2 separate regions of the Sus scrofa genome follow, and region 1 is linked to region 2. Evidence: chromatin contacts called from public Hi-C data. All regions are on one chromosome and are shown on one strand. The core of a region is the stretch at or near the end of the contact, and the rest is flanking DNA. Distances in the headings are between cores, read along the strand shown. Region 1 overlaps CDC14A (dual specificity protein phosphatase CDC14A). Region 2 holds the start of CDC14A (dual specificity protein phosphatase CDC14A).

What was found. Hi-C and Micro-C count contacts between places; a contact is called where the count stands out from the background.
Region 1: a Hi-C map of liver shows a contact between it and region 2, with 2.1 times the contacts expected there. A contact is called at or near these places in 2 of 5 promoter capture datasets (fetal liver and liver), 14 of 47 Hi-C or Micro-C datasets (blood, embryonic fibroblasts, epiblast stem cells and 6 more) and 2 of 2 datasets of targeted methods (alveolar macrophages and skeletal muscle).

What each region holds. Positions count from the first base shown.
Region 1 is chr4:117,708,485-117,713,902 of Sscrofa11.1, reverse strand. All of the region lies in intron 7 of CDC14A (dual specificity protein phosphatase CDC14A), which reads left to right. Among named protein-coding and RNA genes, the nearest start is that of GPR88, 87 kb to the right of the region's middle.
Region 2 is chr4:117,801,797-117,807,088 of Sscrofa11.1, reverse strand. CDC14A (dual specificity protein phosphatase CDC14A) reads left to right here and starts at 2,521. Exons shown (of 16, transcript XR_002343573.1): 1 at 2,521-3,049; 2 at 3,842-3,932.

The sequences.
Region 1 (5,418 bases), core at 2,738-5,237, 95 kb after region 2:
CTCATTACCTGGCAGCAAGACTATTTTTTTGTTTGTTTGTTTGTTTGTCTTTTCCAGGGCCGCTCCTGAGGCACATGGATGTTCCCAGGCTAGGGGTCTAGTCGGAGCTGTAGCCGCCAGCCTACCCCAGAGCCACAGCAACACGGGATCCGAGCCGCATCTGTGACCTACACCATAGCTCACAGCAACACCAGATCCTTAACCCACTGAGCAAGGCCAGGGATCGAACCTGCAACCTTATGGTTCCTAGTTGGATTCGTTAACCACTGAGCCACAATGGCAACTCTGACTATTTATTTATTTATTTATTTTAAGCAGTTATTTGCAGCACAGATTGCTGGATATTGTAGTCTTCGACAAGGGCTTGCCTGTAACGTCCGTTTAGTTTAATCTATGAACAGAGACTGTCTTGAAGGTGACTATGTCATCCTCCATTGCAGTTAGTAACTAACTTGGCAGATGATCAGACGGTGCCGTCGCCCCGTGTTGCCCTTTGACACATACCTTGGGAACTAAGGTTTGTTAGGCTTCTCATCTCTCACTGTGTCACCTCCGGGATAATTGTTGTTGAACATCTAAGGTACAATGTTTCAGGCTTTGCTAGAATGTAATCTGGAGGCTGCTTGATTTGCCCTTTAACTAGTTCTTGGATTATGGAACTGGAAAAATGTGAATTTCTGCCGCTGTAATTGTGAATTCTTGCATAGGACTGGAGTCCAACAAGCTCCAGAATGCAGGTAGGCAGGCCTGCCCTCACACCTGGAGGAACTAGGGAGATGAGGTATGCCTCCAGGTGATTTGACTATTCAAAGGACTATTAGAAGCATTTCCCTGGAGCTGTCCTGCAGTGTGGCTTATACCTGTCAAAGGCCACAAGTTGAAGAAAGCAAGATTCCTTCCTAGACCCAGTGTTTCCACATCTGCTATGACATTGCACCCATTGCTGGTTCAAAGATCTGACAGGTTAAATCTGTGAAATGTTTTGAAGTCTAAAATTTCCCACATTTCCCCCTTCCTGTTTAATTATGACTTAGTCTCTGTCCCTTCTTTTACCTCCAAACATCTTAGAGCAATCCTGATTGTTTTTACTCATCAGCTGATTATGATCTGGTCTTTACCTTTGCAGCGCTACTGAAATGGTACTTGCTAATGCGAGAGTTAGCCGAGCCAAGCCAAGCCAAACCAAACCAAACTGAACTGTTGTGCTTGGTCTTCTACTGGATTTACTCTGCGGCTGCTCTCGGATTCTGGAAACTGACTTTCCTTCCCTAACTTCTGTAGTTGTGTCTCCTGCTTGTTTTCCTCCTCCATCCGTCTCTGGCTGTCTGTCTCCTGCAATGCCTTTCTCTTCCCTTTGCCCACCTGAGATGCTGCAGGTCTCTAGGGCCCTGGGACTTCTGGCTTAATACATTCTCCATGAGTGAAGGGACTGATTCCAAGTTTCGACAACCACATATGTGCCGATGGCTCAAATCTTCATGTCTCAAGCCCTGGGATGGTACCTGCCAGCGGGTGCTGCATTCTTGCTCCCTGCAGGTACATCAGCAGGGTGCGTCCCTGGGCTGGGCGTGGGAACAGCCTCTTAAATGTTTTCTGCCACCACTGCCTCCCCACCCAGCTGTGCTAGCAGAGGTGAAACAACCTCCCACGAGGCACCCCTCTTTCCCTCTACCACGCTGTCTCTCTCCAAAGCAAATGTAAAGTCATAATCCAGAGTTGGATTATTATTTAAAGCCAAATGGCAAGGCAACTTAATTGTAGTTTCAATTGTAGTTTCATCTAGTTTGATGCCTCAAATATTTACTTTGCTTTAAACTCATAAAGTGCCAGTTATGATAGCTTATTTGCATTTATGTCACACAACTATCCTGTCAGCCCTATTTTATTGTTTTAGAAGTAAGGAAATATAAAGAAGGCACTTTTTTAATGAATAAGAAAGGCTTGTACTATTTTTAAAATAGTCTTTGTGCCACCATTAAACCTTTATGTACCTCTATTATAGCACTTGTCAAAGTTTAATGCAACTTTTTCTTTAATGGGTGCTTTAGTTTGGGCTGCTCTAGCAAAATGCTGTAGACTGTGTGCCTTAAACAACAGACATTTATTTCTTATGGATCTGGAGGCTGGGAAGTCCAAGATCAAGATCAAGACACCAGGAGACTTGATGTCTGATGATGGCCCTCCTCCTGCTTAATAAATGACCAAATTCTTCCACACCCTCGCTGGGTCCTCACAGGGGGGCTCTCTGGGATTTCTTTTCTAAAGTCACTAATGCTAGTCATAAGGGCACCATCTTTATGACCTGATCGTCTCCCAAAGGGCCCACTTCCTAATACCAGCACACTGGGGATTTGGTGTCAACATAGGAATTTGGCAGCGGGGGGTGGGGTCGGGAGCACAAACATTCGGTCTATAGCAGTGGGTAAAAGGGAGATGGTGATAAAGAGTTGCTCTAGAGATGAAATGAGTTGCATGTAATAGAGTAATGCCTAGCACAGAGTCTGTGGGATATAAATGCTGCTATTATTATTGTTGTCACTAGTTTTCAGACTCCTGAAGAGCACAGAGGAAATGCTTTATATTATTTTATGTGCAATACTAAGTTATAGTCCTTGGCATATAATAAAGGCTTAGCAAGTGTTTTAATGAATGTCGAATTGTGCTTAAAAACTGTTTATCCATGTTGTCTTAGAAAACACATCTGTTGATAAGGGAACCAATCCAATATTGTCAACTTGAAGGTCTGTCTTTTCTGTCTTATTCTTTGTTACATTGTTTGGACTGAAAAATGTATCTGTGATCATTACAACAGAGACATGCCTTCATGGCACAGATTTATTTCTTAGAAGTTATACATATTTACGTTTTCAAGTCCAATTATATTTTATTTACTTTTTATTTTTAATATTTTTTCAATTTTAATACTTTGTAAGAAACTTGGATTTCTTTTTTTTTTTTTCAAATTACATTTTAAATACACCAGGAGGGAGTTCCTATCGTGGCACAGCGGAAACTAATCCGACTAGGAACCATGAGGTTTCAGGTTGCACCCCTGGCCTCTCTCGGTAGGTTGGGGATCCGGCATTGCCGTGAGCTGTGGTGTAGGTCACAGATGTGGCTCAGATCTGCCTTTGCGGTAGCTGTCCCGTAGGCCGGCAGCTACAGCTCCGATTAGACCCCTAGCCTGGGAACCTCCATATGCCACGGGTGCAGCCCTAGGAAGACCAAAAAAAAAAAAAAAAAAAGACAGTCAGTCAATCAATAAATACACCAGGAGAGTTAGCTATTCCAAAGAAATCTGGTGAACCTTTTGTAGCTTGAAGGATCCTATAGTAAATTGAATTTAACTCGTAAATGTATCAGTTTTAAGAATTCAGGTTTTTACTTTGGGGTTTTCCTGTGGTAAAGAACATGTGTGGTTTTTCTGCATAGAACTTGGTAGGCTATAGGCTTTGAACTGGGAGAGGTAAAAACATTCTCTTACCTCATCCATGCCTGGATGTGTATTTATAAAATGTAGTAATGTTGGAAAGTACCTTTAGTTCCTAGGTTTCTTGGAAGAGTGTGTGTGTGTGTGTGTGTGTGTGTGTGCGCGCGCGTGCGCGCACACACACATTTAATTAGAAAAACCAATTCGTATCATCTTAAATATTCTATTAATGATAAATATTAACATCTGTATAATTCACTTTGAAAGAAACACAGATATTAATTTTGGAGGTTTACCAAAGTAAGATTGTATGAGTCAGTTAAAAGCTGTAATTTCTTAATTTTTGTTCTGATTTGGATCTAAGGCCTCAGTCTCTTTGTTTACTCCATCAACCTTATCCAAGCTACTGAATATATAGCCCAGTATTATCTAATGTTTATCTTTTGGGGTAGGCAGATTTGCAAACATATTCTTTTGGTTCTTGTAGTAAGTCCATTGCCTCTCTCCCTATGATTGACTATAAAAGGTTACTCTTTAACCAAACACATGTCTATAATCCAAATAAATAGACGTAGCCCAGTGTATTTATCAGGGCCTGCTTTGTGGTCAAGAATACTGGAATGGTGAACATAGAAACCTGTTTTCTTCAACTGTTCATAAATAATTGGATTTAGCTTTTTGATGATTAGTACATATTTTTACTTTAGAATTTTTAGATAATGTTTTAAGCTTAAGAATTACCTGAGAGGGATATTGGGCCATTAATCTGAGACTGCTTTATTTAAACAAGAATATGTTAATTATCAAAAAGAGTTGCATATTAGATTTTTTTTTTTGGTCTTTTGTCCTTTTAGGGCTGCACCCGAGGCATATGGAGGTTCCCAGGCTAGGGATCTAATTGGAGCTGTAGCTGCCAGCCTATGCCAGAGCCACAGCAACGCTGGACCCTTAACCCACTGAGCGAGGCCAGGGATCAAACCCGCAACCTCATGGTCCCTGGTCGGATTTGTTTCCGATGTGCCAGGACGGAAACTCTCATACTAGATTCTCTATTCAAATGGTTCTAATTAGGTAGCTATGCTCGAGATTTAATTTGGCATGTTTAATTATAACACTTATAGCATCTCTAAAGTTTTATTTAGGGGATCATGGAGATTTTATGTTTGTTAATATTAGATTAATGCAATTCAGACATTTATGAGGTGTCATGTAAAGTTTCAGTTGTTACTTTTTTGACTAGAAAGAAACATTTGCATTTTAAACAGGAAAATGGTACAGCTAAGTTTTGATTTTCGTGGAAATCAAATCTAAAGGATAGTGTAAGTAATCAGAGGCTCTAGATTTCCTCAGTGGCATTATTCCAATTTATTTAGCAAATACTTATGTGCTCTTATAGCAGAGTGTAGACTTTAGACTCTGCATTTGACACAGATTCCTACCATTGAGGTCTGTACCATGTGGTGAAGGAGAGAGACTTTTACGTGGTAATCTTGGCCCAGCAAAGAATTGCCTTCCTTCCCTGCCTGGGACCATCTATGCAGAGCCACGGAGGTGGGGTCTTGGAGACTAGAGGCTGTGTCTGGTGGTGGGGTGGGCTGAAGATCAGTGCTTACGGGAAGAAGAGATTCATACGTTTTGTGATGCATCACACAACTGTATCCCATTTACCTGCAAAGTCTTGGGTACCCCAGCCCTGCCCCATTGTCCCATGGTCTTCAGACTTTCTCTGAGGATGCTAGAGTGTGTGGACCGGAAGCTGACAGCTGGTGATCAAAATCCTCTGATAGATGTATTTTATTTGGTTTTCCAGTATTTAAAAACTTAATTTAAATCAGTCAACATTTCAAATACAGAGAGATTCTACATGAAAGTCCAACTGGAAGAGTGGCCATATTCAATCAGCTTCCTGTGGTCAATCGGCCAGAGCTGAGGAGATTTGCCTTTACATCTCTTGCCTGACCCTTGCAGCTGTTGAGCACTCGGCCTCT
Region 2 (5,292 bases), core at 1,272-3,771:
TCTTTATTGTTTAAAAGTCAGTTCCTAAAAATTACACTGAGTTGGGTGACTGGAAAGAAGTTTCTTCCCTTATCTTTCTCCACAGACTATGAAATCATGCCTTTATTATGAAACTACAACCAGTAGGAACTTTGCCTGCATGAGAGAGAGAATAAAGTGTTTTATGATCTCATTAGAACCTTGACATGTGTTCGTGCGTTCCCTTGTTCAGTTTTCCTTGTAGACTTTTTAAAGAATATCATTTAGATTGTGCAAATTTTGGTTTAGAGAGATTTGATTATACCGACAACCGCTTATTTTCCTTTCTTGCAACTTAAAAAAAGAATCTTATTAACTTCACAAATTTCATTATACTACTATTACAAATATGCTGAGGAAAAAGAAACTTTTTTGAGTTCTTAATTTTAAAGACATATTATTTCATGTGATAATTCACTTCTCATGACCAAAATTTCTAAGCAGTATTATATGAAAGAAAATGTTTTTGTAAATTTATTTTGGAAAATAACAAGAGGTGTTTGATTAAATCTGCCTTCTCTGAAAATGTAGAATTAGCGGTCTTTTCATTAGACTACTTAGTAAAATTAAAAGTTTGTGTTGAATGACTTTTTTTTGGATGCAATTTTTCTAACACAACACTAGGATGAAAGGTTGTTAGGAACTTTTAAAAGTGAATTTAGATTCTACATGAATTTTAATCATCAAATTTGGAAATAGAGTGCCATTATTGAATTAATTTAGCTTTCTAAGCAAAGTGGGCAAGTTTATTTAGACGTTCATATATTTTGCTTTTCCGTAAGTTTCACATATAAAATCGTAGAACTTTTCAACAAAGTATGAATTGGCCAACATGCTTGTTGACACAAGGCTTTGGGGGAATATAACGCAAAATTCAACTAATCGTTGAATATGGACAACACATTTAGCAGAGCTTGGTTCTTTAGAATTTGTTGGCTGTGGCTGGGGGCTGCATCTCAGAGTGGAACACTTACTACAACTCATCTTTTGACGACTTACACGGTTTTAAAAACTGTCTTGAGATATTCTTTTTCTCGTGGGAAGATTTAGGGGATGATGGCAGGAGGTCGTCTTCAGTGATTCTTCCAGCTTTAAGTTTATGTGGTTCTTGCCTTAGCGTTTAAAGCTTTGGGTGTTAGGATAGGTTTTTCTTTTAACTACCTTACATAGGTTTGTTTGATTAGAATCACTGAGATGTTCCGCATATTTTTTTCGGAATATCTAAATGATATTCATTCATCATTTTCTGTGGAGGTTTAGCTTTCTGGATAGTCTAGCAGGCTAAGACCAGAGGGTTGAACTTTACTCGGCGGCGTCAGAGCGCGGCTTCAGGCGGTCGACTCTTGCGCGCCCCCTCCCTCCAAGAGGTAAACAAGTGACTGCGAAACGGAAGGCTGGCACAATCCTGTTCTGTTGCTGGAGACTCCACTGAGAGCGCATGCTCTTCCGATGATGGGTCTGTAGCGCCATTTTCATATGGAAGGGACTGCCCTCTAATTAGGCACGCCGGTAGGACACCCAGCGATAGTTGTTAAAGCTGTGCGAGAGGCCTCGCAGAAACAAGTCAAGGGCTTCTTTGAGATGAACCACTCCCTGCAGCGCTTCGGCTGAGACTGCGTAAAGAAATTCTTTTGTGTTACTTTCCCCCGTGGAGGCCCTCTCCCGGGTTCGCTCCCTCTCCCACTTCCCCCCACACCCGGCTGGCCTTGCTCCTCCGCCCCGCCCCCGCCTGGGACCAGTGCACTATAAAGGTTAGGCATTTGTGATGATTTTGCGCCGACAGTGGCGACCCAAATGAGAGGACTTGGGGAGCCGGATGGGAACGCTTTACCCCACGAGAACAAAGCACAAGTTAATTCAGAGTCCACTATGTGTAGAGGAAACCAGTAGGTGTTCTTCTAAGCTAGGAGGTAGGGCTTCTTTTTTAATTTTATTTTTATAAAGATAGAAATCCATCAGTGGTGGAGATGGAGGTTGGTTGAAATATTAACTATATAGGTAAAGTGGGGCTTGGAGACTTGAGATCTTTAAGTGTGAGGTTTGCGTGCGCGCGCATGCCAGAGTTTAGAACAAGGGTGAGTGGGGCGAGAGAGGTAAAGAATGAGAGAGACAAAGACGAAGAATCAGGAGTGGGAAGAAGACTTGGTGCAGAAAGCGAAGGGGCGCGGGCACATCCTTGCCTGCGAGGCAGCAGCAGCGCCCTCCGCGACCACTCCCAATCCACAGTTTCATTCATAAGTTTCTGGTCTAGAGGCCCCGCCCGGCTCCTCTGGGCCCAGGGCCGCGTTTCCCGTACAGCAATTGGTGGACGGCAACAAAGCCTTAGCAACCGGCTCTTAGTGACCCGCGGGGCGCCTGGTAACTGGGGCGCGGAGCCAGCGCGGAGAAAGGAGCGGGGCTGTCCCTTTAAGGGATGGCCGCGGAGCCGTGAAAGTGGAGGGGATTGAGGGAGGGCGGGGAGGAAGGTCTGGGGGCGGACCCAGGGGGAGGAGGAGGAAGAGTTGCTGCTGAAAGGAGGTGGCGAAGGAGGAGCCGGAGCAGCTGCTGCCAGCCGGCGGGCACCAGAGTCCTGCCCGCTGCCGCAAGAGTAGCCACGGGCGCGATCGGGGCCAGACGTCTTCTCCTCCATGATCACTCTGGGAGCCGGGGGAAGACTTTGCCCGGCCGTGAGAGCTGGTCTGCGTTTCCCAGGCGCGGCGGCGGCGGAGCAGCGAAAGCAGCCGGGTCCGAATCCGAGTGGCCACAGCCCGGGGCGTGTGCGCCCCGCTTGGAGCGTGCTCGGGTTCCCCACGGAATGTCCCCGGGGCGCCCGGCGCGCTGACCCCCTAGCCGCCTCCGCCTTCGGCGCCTGCTCCCTCTCTCTGGCGGGCTCGTTGTTCAGGACTGCAAGCTTCCTAGCTCCCGAGCAGTGGGGAAGCCCCCGGGGGCGGGTGACCTCAGCTGGCCACGACCCAGCCCTCCACCGTGCATATCTCGCTTAAGATGGCAGCGGAGTCAGGGGAACTAATCGGGGCTTGCGAGTTCATGAAAGGTGAGAAGCAGCTGCCCCGCATCCTCCACCCCTCCCTCTCCCCCAACTCTTCACTTCTCGGCTCTCTGTCCCAACCACTGTCCCCAGCTTCTCCTGGGGCCCCCAGGGTACAGCAGTTGCCGCGCGCGCTCTTGTCCCCTCCCGGTTCTATCCTCTCCCCGAGGACCCTCAGCTTCCGGCTTCTCTGTCTTTCTTGCGTCCCTGGTTCCCTCTGCAGCACCCTCGGAAGGCCTCCCCCGCCCGGGAATGGGACAGCGCCGGCCTCTGCCGGGCTCCTGCGTGCAGCGGCTCGTGGGGATTCTGCTCCGGGGGATCCTTTCCGTTGCATTTATCCCCCTATTGCTGGGCTCAGTTTTCGGGACACCTCCAACCACACCTCCCTTGTCCCTCCTCCCTTCCTCTTCTTGAAGTCTCCGGAGCTGCAGAGGAGAGGCTCGCCTCTCTCTTCTCCTTCCGCAGCTGCCGAGGTCTGGAGATTTCTGAACCCAACTTGCACCTCCAGTTCTACGGGTACCCTCAGCTTCTACCTGCTCCCGTTGGCCTGAAACAAGAGGGATGTGGGAGCTCTGCCCCCCAAGTAGTCCCTCAGTCAGATCCTCTTCTCTCTCCTCTAACGTGTGTGCTCTGGGGTCTCTCGTTTTCTGGGAGAGATCAGGTTTCTGCAAGAATCCCACGTGTTAATGGGGTCTTTAAATAATGGCTAGCAGTTATTTTGATCCTGGTGTATTAGCACCCGCCCCCCAGCTTCCCTGCTTCTCATGTTTTGTCCTGTCTTTTAAACTTGTCTTTCAGATCGGTTATATTTTGCTACTTTAAGGAATAGACCAAAAAGTACAGTAAATACCCACTATTTCTCCATCGATGAGGAGCTGGTCTATGAAAAGTAAGTTTCTTCCTTTTTTTTCCTCAACCATTTAGCTTGTGGGCTCTTTGCCTTGGAAACACTATACACCTTCATGGCAGTTTCATTCACCTTCCCCCAGTGGTGCAGGTAACAATACCACATTTTTAGGCTCAGATGCTTGGGGAGAGGTGCACGGAAAATTAACATAATTTGAACCTGTCATCACCCTGTTCCTTTTAGACCTCTGTCTATGTTAATTCTTCCTACCACCACAACAGACTGCAAGTGTAGATTCCTAACGCTCCCCAGAGCAGGACCGGGAGACGCACCCTCTGTCCCTGCCAGATTGTGTCATTGGCTTGTGCAATCAGTCATGGAGTATTTATGGAGCACCTGCTGAGTATAGGGCAGTGTGTGTCTTACAGGTGCTTCAACTTTGCAGTTCACAAGGCTTCTGTTGTATCCCAGGATGTTTTTGTTCGTGCAGCTCATATTTGGAAAGTGGGGCGCACTTAGCTGGAGGTAGCTGTATCCAAGTCCCATCTATGAGTAGGATTTTACTTGTGGGCTAAATTATTCAGTTGTTTTATTTGAGTGCCCCAAGCTTCAGAGTATTATATTTTTTGCCTTTGAGGAAGTGGTATTAGGACTGCTAATTTACTTTCTTTGGTTTCTTTGCCTCTGTGGGATTAGGATTTGAGAGTGTAAGATACAAGTAGGGAACTGTTTTCTGTGAAAGACTGTTGAGCTACAGGAAAAAGATATCCTATAGTGTAGTAACCTTTGAACCACAGGGAAAAGACATTATGTAGTATAGTACAAATTTAATTAAAAGAGAGCTAAATCTCTATTCAATAAAAGCAACATGTAATAAGGAATAAGAAGGCTGAATTAACTTGTTTGTGTCCTCTTATTAAAAGAGCTGGTGTCTGAGTAGTCCAGTATATTCTAACAAACATTTAATTTTACTTTCTTGTTGTCTTAACGAAATGTGCAGTTAAATGAGCATTGCTAAATGAACGAGAGTCACTCTAGCAAGCTTTCTGGGACTTGTCCTCTTCAGAGGCTTTCTGGCAGTTCTGCCTGAGGATTTGTGGGTACCACCAGGCATTGGAAGAGTGAGAGTATTCTTGACCTTCAAGAGCATATCTTTTATTTGAGGGAAAACAGTCTTTAATTGTCCCTTCATCGTGGGGATTCTTGAAACTGATGTCTTCAGGACATTTCTCTTAGTGGTGCTGGGAATGTTTCTTGAATGGCTGAAGTGAAAGTGAGAATGAAAGAGCCCTTTGCTGCTGCTCTTGAAAGCCCAGAGTTGGTACAGCCAGGAGGTCTGAATCCCTGGTGTCAGATTACAGCTCTGCTCCTAGACTGAAGGGAGTACTCGCTGGCTGCTCCC